Regions from separate parts of the Gossypium raimondii genome. Here region 2 is linked to region 1. The links are chromatin contacts, called in public Hi-C maps. All regions are on one chromosome and are shown on one strand. Each heading gives the region's core, a stretch centred on a gene start, on an enhancer-like site or on the middle of the called end of the contact. The rest is flanking DNA. Distances are from core to core; before and after follow the strand shown.

What was found. A called contact is a pair of places that touch in the nucleus more often than the background predicts.
Region 2: a contact with region 1 is called in a Hi-C map of leaf, with 2.6 times the contacts expected there. The contact joins two enhancer-like sites. A contact is called at or near these places in 2 of 2 Hi-C or Micro-C datasets (both in leaf).

The regions. Positions count from the first base shown.
Region 1 is chr3:13,797,402-13,803,433 of ASM2569854v1, reverse strand. It overlaps LOC105797251 (ubiquitin carboxyl-terminal hydrolase 17), which reads right to left. Exons shown (of 11, transcript XM_052628138.1): 8 at 5,155-5,239; 9 at 4,862-5,074; 10 at 4,171-4,232; 11 at 3,264-4,089. The coding sequence ends at 3,534. Among protein-coding and RNA genes, the nearest start is that of LOC105797252, 6.6 kb to the left of the region's middle. Within about 2 kb of position 2,888, the one cell type or tissue checked has open chromatin away from gene starts, as enhancers often do. A contact at or near this core is called in leaf, where this site is marked.
Region 2 is chr3:14,035,103-14,041,134 of ASM2569854v1, reverse strand. It overlaps LOC105797256 (a long non-coding RNA gene), which reads right to left. Exons shown (of 7, transcript XR_008194305.1): 2 at 5,830-6,018; 3 at 5,150-5,730; 4 at 4,614-4,731; 5 at 2,369-2,497. Among protein-coding and RNA genes, the nearest start is that of LOC105797256, 3.3 kb to the right of the region's middle. Within about 2 kb of position 2,459, the one cell type or tissue checked has open chromatin away from gene starts, as enhancers often do. A contact at or near this core is called in leaf, where this site is marked.

The sequences.
Region 1 (6,032 bases), core at 1,639-4,138:
AATTTATGAGTATGATTATTTATGATAAATGTTGTTATTTATTTACTTGTAAACTTACAAAGCTTTATGCTTACTTTCTTTATTTTCCTTATTTTTATAGTATCGCCAAGTCAATTCGAGGATCACAAGGACGTCGGAGTTCGTCTCACACTATCTATAGACATCTTGGTATTATGTGATTTCGAAACTTATAAAGCTATGGCATGTATAGAGACGTAGTCATTTTGAGTGTGTTTATATGATATGGCTAATGGTTAGCTATTGAAATGGCTAATTAAGAACATGTTTGGTATTATGGATGCCTAAATGATAGTAAATACAAAGAAACTATAAAATAGTAAAAAATTGCAATGGAACAGTTTTTGGACAGCAGCAGTGACGTGATTTTGAAAAATCACCAAGGATAGTAGAAATATAATTAGAGGTTTAATGATATATAGAATTAAAGCTTATCGAGTCTATTTTCACACCAAAGAAACGGTGTAGGAAAAGAAATTTTATATTAGGAGATATTTGAATTTTAGTGAGATAGGGTCAGAGTTGTTTTTGAAGTCCCCTGTTTTGACTTTAGAAAATCATTAAAAATTGTATAGAAATAATTATGATTCATAATTTATATGTCTAGAATCCTTAGTGAGTCTATTTTCAAAAGAAACAAATGAGAACATTATATGAATTATGTAAAATGAGATAACTGATTTTTAGTACAGAGAGATCAGAACTATCAAGTAGAGAAACAGGGGAGACTTTAACTAATAAACTGTACTAATCGGCTAACTCAAAAATTATGGAAATTTTATAGTAAGAAATATTTGAGTCTAGTTTCAGGGAAAATTTACAGATCTAAATTTTGAGTTTCGTAACTCGAGTTATAATTAAATTAGTGACTATCACGCGAGTGGATAGCTTTACTGGGAATAGTGATATAAGTTATTTTTTATTTGTTTAAGTATTCGGAAAATTTTTGTGTTTCCGATTTGGACCCAAATCATTTCCATTGCATGTTTTAGGGTCTCGAGGTTGTTTTTAGAGACATATTGATTGAACGTGAGCCAATTAATTTTAAAAGTAAATTTTTATGCTCCGAACTGGTAAGTTAAATCAGATAACGACTCGTGCTCAACTCCGACAACAGTCTCGGGTAAGGGGTGTTACAAATATCACCGCCACCGCTATTTTTAATCTTATTGAATCTAATTTCACTACCCATCCAAAGAGAGCTAAAGAGCTCGACTCTTCAATTCCGACTCATTTGGCTGTATCGATTGATAAGCTCTTTAGTAATATATATATATATATATATATATATATAGTTTTACTAAATTTATTGGAGGAATTAAGGGATTTTGAAAGAAAAAAAATAGTCGTAATATGTTGTGCATGCCGGTGTAAAAAACCTTTTTTGTAGTTTTGGTTGGTGATGCAGATCAATTACAAGAGGAATTTTGGAGCATAATAATCTCTGAGAGATAAAATACATACTATATTTGACGGTAAGATGCTAAGTTTGTATGACGGTAAGTTCAAGACAGGCACGGACAAATGCCACTGTCTTTCAGCCCAAAACAGGACTTAGTTTTGACACTGATGTATGTATGTATGTATGTATGTATGTATGTATGTATGTATGTATGTATGTATGTATTAATATAGATGAAAAAGATCTTTTAAGACAACCATCCATGACTTGTCTGATTGTGTCTTGTTGCGTTGCCCCGACATCTCCGAGACATGCATATACATATACATATATGCAGTTACTCCTGGCTGAATGTTTTTTCAGGGTAAAAATCAATGGTTAAAACACTTTTGAGTGAACAAAAACAAGGCATGGAAGAGGCAAGGAAGAAAGTTATGCAATTTGCCCATTTTGGGATTTGATCTTTGTCTCTAGACAATTAGTTGGGAGACGGGATGAGGGTCCCATTTTAGCTCCAAGTTGTTATAGAAGTTCCATTGATGACAGTTGATAAAATGCAATAATATTGCATATTCATGCATTCTTCCAAGTGGTGGGACACTTGCTGCCTTTTCAACGGCCGCCACGAGAAGCTACAACATTTCCCACTTGCGCTTGCGCATCATTTTGGTTTTTCTTTTCTTCCTCCTTTTTTGTCTTTTCGTTTTTGATGAATAATATGAGTACATGTGACCCCGCAGGCACTCACTATTTCATTATATAGACTAGTTTTATAAGGTATTGTTAACCTCATGGTTTTGTCCCCAAAATGCGCCTTGAATGTTGAAGCTGGTGTGAACATATGTACCAATTCTAATATATGGTCAATGTAAGTTTCATGGCTTCTCTGCTAATAAATGTCACGATTCACATCATATTACAAGATATTATTCACTTCAACTCATTAAACATTGCGACTTTTGTTTATAAAAAAATGTGTTTCATCTATGAATATGATGCCACTACTTGTATCCTAAAATCAAATTCATTATTCTTTCTCTCTAAATTCGTGACACGACAATAAGCCATTAGCTTTCTGAGACATCGCTTCTGACTTAAAGGAGCTTGAAAAGTCAAGCCCTTATTCCCTCTTAAATCAAAATGTTGGCCTTTCTTCAAATATGATTAGCTTTTAATCTAAATCTGCTTTTCAAAAACCAACCAACTCTTTCTTCCTTCAAATAGGCTTTTCATTGATGGGCAAAAAAAAATTATTCTATACTTTTCTACACCTACAAAATAAAATTCAATTTCTTTGACAAAACAAAGTTCGCCCTTTGGCATGCTTTTGACTGGAACGTGATTATTCAACTTTATTTTATATACAAGGTTGTGAGTAATACGCGGTCGTGATAGGTACTAAGTGACACTACTGTGAATGTATATAGAGGGCTGTGTGTAATACGTGCTTGTAGTCAAGGGAGGCATCATTTAGGGGGTGGAAAAAGGGTACACGTGTTGGGTTATGATAGGCCCCTCTTAGTGAAATTGAAAATTCTATTGAATGTCATGGTGCGGAAAGACGAATGAAGTGAAAGATATTTGCATTAGACTAACAAAAGAAAAGAGGGGAAATAATTATACAAAATGTGGTTTGGATAGTCAAAATTACGAAATGATTGAAAATACCAAGTAATCTATAAGTTCTAAGTTCATGCAATGAACGTTGATTCGTTGGATCTTTACTTGCTCAATACAAAAAAGATACAAGGTTATGGGCTAATTTATAACTTTTTTACCAATTTAAAATTACATTTTCGATGAAATGAAAACTTTCTTTTTTTTTCAAAAGTTATGCCAACAATTATGCTAAACCGGGGCCTAAGGATTAGGCTGGTGTATTATTTACCCAGAGAACGGGAAGCTATGAACAAAAAGGGATAGGCTGCTTTCTTTAAACATAGCTAAGCTAACTACATGAGTAAGTACATTACATATACAACCCTCCCAAAAACACTTATTTACCTCATTTTAACTCAAATCTCGTAATAAGATTTTTAATCTCTTCTTCCCCTCGTTGATTTTCTAAAACATGCATCATTTTTAAGAGGTTAATCTCTTTGAGTCAGTTTTCCTAAGCTACTACTACCTTTCTACATTGTTTACTCATCGTGTCGGAGTGGAAAAAGAGATCATCTCGCTTACCTTCCTCATCCATTCGAGAGCTGCGAATTTTGGGTGAACCCGAACTATATCGGTCTAAATCAGCAACAGGTGAATGCCTCAAGTAAAGGGAGGAAGAAGATGATGAAGAAAAAGCATCTGAATCACAACTCCTCCATGGGCTGTTCCACCCTTGGACTGAATCACCAAATATAGAATCTATTAAGTCATCAGTGCTGGTAGAATCACGTGTGCTATCAGTACAGCAGGAACCTTCATCAGAATTGACGCTAAAAAGAGAACAACTATCACTTGACGACGAGTCCTCTAAAATCCTTTGCAGTTGATTGTATTTTGAATAAAAAGATTCAATACTGCTAGGAGTATCTGAATGAATCAAGCTGGGGTGGAATTCATCAAGACCAGAATATGTCAAAGAATTGGACTTCAGCGGATTTTTTGAATTGACACTCGATGGAATGGCTTTACTTCTGTTCTTCATCAATCTTGGGGCCCGAGGTGAGCACCTGCAAGATAATTTGGTTAAACAACCAAGCAATGACGTCATATAAACTTCTAAAGCAAACTCAAGAACTGAGATTCTTTACCTGGCATAAAGAAGCATATATGCTCCTTTTGTTAGAACTCTTTCGAGTTCTGTAGATGTTACCTGCCAATTTATTACCGCCCCGGAAAAACTTGAGAGGTGATTTAACATAATTAAAACATAACATTAAAGAGTAACATGAAGATGGACATAAAGCGGGTGAAATTGAGTGAATATTTTCAAACTGAATATCTTGTGCTTTAGGGTAGCATTTTTGGCCTACAGATTGGTGCATCAGACAGAAAAATATAAAATGCCTCCAACTTAGACATCAAAAATAGATGCCAACCGGAGTATTTTCCAATTTTTTCACTATCTCAAAAGCCATTAGAAAAAAAAAATTGTTTAATGCAGTCCAGAATCAAAAGGAAGAATACAAAGTCACCCTTGGTTTATTTCAAAACATTAGGGAGTATTTTTGTACAACTCCTTTTACCCAGGAAAATTAAGTGATTGTAAAGCAAAGGATTTAAAAGAATCGATGATTATTAACATGGCAACTACAGCTAAAACATTACATATGGGGGAAAAACCCATTAAATTAAGGGAGAACAAGCCAAACATGCTATTACAAAAATTAAGGGTAGGAAATCAAAATATAATGTAGATGAAAACATAGATCGAGGAAAGAAGCATGCGGTAAACAAATGAAACGGCTTAAGGCATGCAGATGATAGTTGTAGAGAACATACCATGCTGTCATCAATCTTAAACCACTTGTTTTGAGCATTTTTAACATAGCACAAGTAGTGACCCGAAAATGCTGCATTCATGATATCCAAATGGACCACTACTCCATAGAGCCTGTATATGGGTGATTTATCACTTGTCCCACTCATATATGGTGCCAAGTTCAAAATCTCAGGGAACCGAATCGCTTTGTTAAGCTTTCCAAATTTACCGGACTGCGACATAATACACACTTAAACTGTAAGAATCTGCAAAGAACAAAGAGCAAAATAACATTCTTTATCGAAAGTTGTACCTGAAATCTCTTCAATGCAATTGTAAGAATATTTGGAGCCTCTAATATTGTCAACTTCTTTTTGGCCTTCTCATAAGATTTGCATCTGAACAAAACAAAGACAAAGTGAACAAACCTCAAAAATTGATGTCTTCTAGAAGTAGAGAATTTAGTTCAGGACCTGAAACCAAACAGACTGCATGTAGTGGCACAGTACCATCACCAATGTCAACAAACACAAAAACTCAACGAAAAGGTATGTTCAATAAAATCAATCAGAGTAATTCTATGCCATTTATCAATCTTTGAGGAAAGACAAACTTTTTTCACATGCAATTTTAATTCCCTTACAGAAGTTCTGTTAAATTTGTTTATTTTTCAGTATACAGATCTATCACAAACATAAGATAGAGTTATCACATTTCAACTATCAATGAAATTTTGGCAAAAAAAAAGGGGGGGGGGGGGAACTCAATGAGCTATCTCTGCATAATCACATGACAGAGAAGACAAAAAGAAAAATGTATTATGTACATAAACACTTCTTATAGCTTCCAAAATTTAAGGTAAATCTTTTCTCCAGAAGCATCAAAATACAGCCTAGAGCTTCTTCGAAGTATACTATTTATAGAAACAAAGACCATATTTCCAACAAGTTCAAGAAAGAAGCCGAAGAAAAAGAAATAATGGTTTTGATTTTAAGCCTATCAAGTTAGGAATTAAGGAGATCTAAAAGTTAAATTGTCAAATTTTAACCTACCAAAAACAGGGACAAATAAAAGAACAAAATTTTGAGCATAGGACTGTTTCCATAAAAGTTCCTCTTCAAGTCTCTTTGCATGATATTGATGATACCATTTATACAATATCTAAAGAAACTTCTGAAAAAATTTGTAAGC
Region 2 (6,032 bases), core at 1,210-3,709, 240 kb before region 1:
AACATTCTTGCATAGGAGCTTAGTCAGAGGAGCTGCAATCAACGAGAACCCCTTAACAAACCTCCGATAATAACCTGCAAGACCTAGAAAACTACAGATCTTAGGTACATTCTTTGGCTACTTCCAATCAAGTAAAACTTCAATCTTTCTAGGATCAACTCAGATCCACTCAGCAGAAAACACATGCCCTAGAAATGTTACTTCCTACAACCAAAACTCACACTCGCTCAACTTAGCGTAGGTTTGTTTCTTACGCAATATCCAAAGCACTACTCTAAGATGCTCATCATGTTCATTTTCGATCTTAGAATACACCAGAATATCATTGATGAAGACAAAGATGAACTGATCATACAGCTGGAAAACCCAGTTCATCAGATCCATGAATGCAACCGGAGCATTCTTCAAACCAAATGACATGACTAGGAACTCGTAGTCTCTATAAAGAGTCCTAAAAGTCGTCTTATGAATATTAGCTTCATTAACCTTAAGACGTCCTATAAATATCAGCTTCCTTAACACAGGGACTCGAACACGGGACCTCACGGCAAGCTAACACCTTACCCTCAAACCAGCAAGCTCATCTCATATGATTTGACTAGTAATAGATTATAAGCCAAACCGCCAAGGATAAGGCTAGGATAAAAAATAATAGAATTTTCAAAAGTGAAACCTAAACCAAAGACCTCAAACACACATTCAGAACACTTAGCCACTAAAGTAGATACTCATTTATGACAGAATTCACAAGAACAAAATTAAATAAATTAGGGCGTTACAATATTAAAATAATAATACTTACTGACTTATTTGTTGGAATTGTGGTCTCATAACTACTATTTCCGACACCACTGAAAATGGGCTATTACACTCCTACTACAGCTGGTAAAATTTCGCATGAAGACCATCGACTCCTGGAGCCTTCAAAGGAGCCATGCTGAAGAACACTTTTTGAACTTCATCAATTGAGACTTTAACATTAAGAACCACCAAATCATCATTATCCAACGCTGGAAATCTTCCTCGACAGAAAAATTGTTCAGTAGGAGGGAATACGTCAATCATGTATAGATTCTTGTAAAACTCAATAGCATGTTTTTTAAGTGTCTTGATCATAACACCACCCCATTCCTTAAATCCTAAGGCCTTGTATTCAATTTCATTTTCGTCAAGCTAAAGTACGGCTATGGAAAAATTTTGTATTTCTATCACTATTGGCAAGCCATGTACTTCTAGAATTTTGGATCCATAGAAGTTCTTCCTACTCTAGGATGTCCTCAATAGCAGTCTTTAAATCGATCTCACAAGAACGTAGGCTTGGATTATCTCGCAATTCAAGAGACCTTTGCACCTTTCACAACTTTGTCATCAACTCTTTCTTCCTTGCAAAAATGTTCCTAAACACCCTTTTATATTAGCAACCACCTTAGTTGACACATTCCAATTACCTCGTACTAAGTCATTAAACTCAAGGTGTGATTGCCAACTTGCTAAACATCAAAAAGGTTTGTCACCAACAAATGAAGTAATCGAATCCGTGGCCACAGTGAGAGGCATGTGGTCCAATTTGAGTTTGTGCAAATAATGTACAAAGTAATTCAAAACAAAATTAACCCATTGTTCATTACAAATGGCTCTGTCAAGGCGTTGAAAAAGTTCACCCCTATTTCAAGCAAACATTGGCCCATGAAACCCCATATCTTGCAAACTAATATCGTGTAAAAAGGATTGGAAGAGCTTGCAAACTGTGCTTCTATTCTTCGACCCCTCTTTCCTCTCGTACACATTTAGAATGGCATTAAAATCCCTAAATCATATTCAAGGGTCTGAGATACCATTAGCAAGTTCTTGCAAACAATCCCATAATTTTTAATTCTTTAAAATATATTTTTTAAAATTTTTAAAAAAATGAATTGATTGTTTATGTGGCATCACATGACAATCAACATATATGTCACATTAGTAACGTTAACAAAGGTTAATTTTTCATTTATTTTGGGGTGATTTGACAAACAATGCAAGACAATGACTAAAAGAGACGAAAATTTAAATGGATGGCTAAAATGACTTTTTCTTTTAAAGTTAGAGGTCCAAATAAATTATTATACCTAAAATATATTTTTGAATATTAAAATTAAAATTTTGAATTGATGAAATAAATTAATGGTGTAAATTTTAAAATATAAATATTAAATTATTTATAAACTCTTTCTAAAATTTTTAAATTTAAAGATATTAAATATTTAAGTATACTCAAACTCATAATTTTATATGATTGCTTGAGAATTAATAATAAAACTCAAGTATAATTGAATCTATCAAACTGAAAAATAAAATAAAATAAGAAACCAAGTTTTGGAACATTGACCTTAACCCAAAAGGAGAACATCAAGTGGTCAATGTCAATTTGTGGATGTGGAGGACCCAAAGCCAAAGGCGAAGGCGAAGGGCCACACGGAACAACTCTTCCTGTCTGTCTCAATCCTTACGTCTCTCTCTACTCCAACAAACAAACACAGTCAAGGCAGTACACTATCAATCACTTCATTTATTTATTTATAAGTAAATTCCACATAATTTAATTAAAAAGGGATTAAGAACATATTTTTATATAAAAAATTACATTATTATAATAATTTTATATTTCTATATAAAATTAAAATCCACTTATCAAAATATTTGAATTAAAGATGTCACATATTTTAAATTTTCAACATCACCATTTCAATAAAAATTTTATTTAATTTTTACATGAAATTTTAAAATTTTCATTCATACTGTAGATGTAACATAATCTAATATTATATTAATTTCTTGTATTTTTATTATATTTTATATTATGTGTACATTCTTTTATTCTTTTACCTTTCAACATGCTAACCCTACATTACTAAGTAGTCATATTCCTTGACTTTTCCCATTAAGAAAAATATCTATAGTTAAACTACTAAAATAAACGTTAAATTAGTTAATTATTAAATAAACCCTTGTATTCTTTTATATCCTAATAACAAAGCAAATCCAAAAAAAATTAGGGTCAAATTGAATTATAAATTTTGAGAGGTCAAAATATAATTTTATCATGTATTAATTTATGATTTCATTATTTTCTGAAGTAGCTTAATAGATTCTTTTTAATTTTTTAGAGATCAAATTCTAGAGGATGGAAAGGGTGGATGGGTAGGCAATAATGCTATTATTGATCTTGCAACTAACTTTTTTAAAAATCATTTCTCTTCCAACCCGTTGCAAAGTTGTGAACGGCTTAGAAACGAAGTCCAGCCTTGTATCACAAAGCCTTTAAATGAGGAACTTGGTAAAGAGTTTAGAGAATAAGAGGTGGTGGAAGCTTTAAAGAGCATGACACCTCTCAAAGTGTCCGGAAAGAAGTACAAGCCCCCACGAATTTGGGATAGTTCAAACCTATAAGTCTTTGCAATGTCGTCTACAAAATAAATTTGAAAGTAGTGGTTAATAGATTTTGAAGGGTTCTACACTTATGCATTGAAGAAACGTAATGTGCTTTTGTCCCATGAAGACAAATAACTGATAACATTCTGATAGCTTATGAAATTTTACATTCTTTCAAAAACAAGAAGAGAGGAGGCACAGGCTTTTTTGCCCTAAAATTGGACATGAGTAAAGCCTATGACAGAGTGGAATGAAATTATCTTGAAGATATGATGAAAATGTTAGGCTTTTGCAGCAGTTGGATTGATCTTGTAATGAGGTGTATAAGAACAGTATCCTATTCGGTGTTACTTAATGGGAATCAAGGGACAGAATTCAAACCAATGAGAGGAATAAGGCAAGGAGACCCTCTGAGCCCATATTTATTTATCATATGAGCAGAAGGCCTTTCTAAGCTATTGAATAACGCTAAAAAAGAAGGAAAAATTGAATGGGCTAGAGTGGGCAGAGGAGATCTATCTATCACCCATCTTTTCTTTGCCAACGATAGCATATTATTTGGGGAAGCAATGATGGAAGGTTCAACAATAGTGAAAACAGTAGTTAATCAGTACGAAAGTATTTCTGGTCAGCTAGTGAATTTTGAGAAATCCCTGATTTATTTAATAGAAATGTACAGGATGACCTTAAAGAGAAAATAAGAGGAGTTTTTGGGGTTCGAATCTCAAATAACCCAGAAAAATATCTAGGCTTCCCAACGATGGTAGGAGGAGAAAAATAGGCGCGTTCGTGGAGTTAAAAGAAAGAGTTATTCAAAAAACGAAGACTTAGAGCATGTGTAATTTGTCTTTTGGTGGTAAAGAAGTTTTTATAAAATAAATTTTACAAGCACTTCTCATTTACGCCATGAGTGTTTTAAATTAACAGTGTTGCTTTGCAGAGAATTAGAAAATTTGATGAGTAAATTTTGGTGGCGCAATTTAAAAACTAATAAAGGCATTCATTGGAGTAATTGGTTCGTTATGTGCAGTCCAAAAGTGTTTGAGCATTTGGGGTTTAGGGATTTGGCAATGTTCAATTTTGCCCTGGTTGCTAAACAGGGATAGAGATTATTCGCCCAACCTAATTGTTTGTTTGCGCGCGTAATGAAAGTAAAATATTATCCACATGATCATTTTTCAAATGCAAGGTTAGGAGCTTACCCCTCTTTTACCTGACACAACATTCGAAATGTACGTAGTTTATTGGAAGAAGGAATAGGCTGGAAGATAGGGAACGGTGAATTAACAAATATCTGGAATGATGCTTGGCTACCTACCCCTGGAGATGGAAGAGTAAAAAGTTAGAGTATAAATATAAACTATTCCAAAGTAGCAGATCTAATTAATAAAGAATCTTTTACATGGAACTCTAATACAGTCTGGGACTTACTAGAAAGGGAACAAGCTGAGGCAATCCTGTTTATTTCGTTGGTAAGCAGGACTCAATAGGATGTTATGAAATGGGGTGGAGATAAATAGGGCGAGTACACAGTTTAGAGTGGTTTTAAATGGCTAATTAAAAATGACCTACATCTACAGGATTATTATACATACCAAACTAATATAAAAGCTTATTTTACAAAACTGTGGAACATTCCGATTCCCAGTAAAATAAAAATACATTTATGAAGAGTAACCAACAATTATCTCCCCACGCTTAGTAACCTAAAGACTCGAAGACTCAGGAATGATGTTACCTGTCCAATCTGCTCAGTGGAAGAAGAAACTATGGAACACCTTTTTCGAGATTGTGAATTCACAAAAAAGGTTCAGCAAGAGGTTGGAGTTGATGTCTCGCACATAAACACAGAATAAACATGGAAACAATGGTCAATCTCTTTCTTTTGCATCAATAACATTCATTTGTGTGCAGTCATGGCAATTTCAGTTTGGGCAATGTGGTATAATAGAAATAAATACTACCATGAAAGGAAAAAGGGAAGGGTATAACAGGTTGTGGGTTTTATTAAAGCTTATATTCTAGAGTTAGATAAAATAAAATCCATAACAGAGGTCAACATTAAGTCAAAGGAGGAATTCTGGAGACCCCCAAGGCAGGACAAGTTAAAGCTAATTTTGATGAAGCATTTTTTCAATACGACATTACAGCAACAGTGCGAATCGTTATAAGAAATCATGAAGGTCTTTTGATGGTGGCGTGTACTTACCCATTAGGAAGAACTCGGGATCCGACCACTGCAGAAGCAAAGGCGTGTCTTCAAGTCGTAATATTTGGCAAGAAATGGGTTTTCAAGATCTGATAGTTGAAGGTGATGCTCTAACAGTTATAAAAAAAACTCAAATCAGACTCAAAGGACAGATTGGTGATTGGCAACATTATAAATGAAATTAAGAGAAAAGACCCAATTTTCTTAACTTATCTTTTCAATTTAATCCTCGGAATACAAATAAAGTAACGCACACCCTTGTAGCTCGAGGGCACTATCTCACTAGCCCATCCTACTAGATAGAAGAGGTACCGACGGAAGTTGAACCTATAGTCTTCAACGATCAAAGATGTTGAATCGGTGAAGATGGGTCATTTCTTTCTGAGTTTGGGGATGATCTGCCAAAAATAAT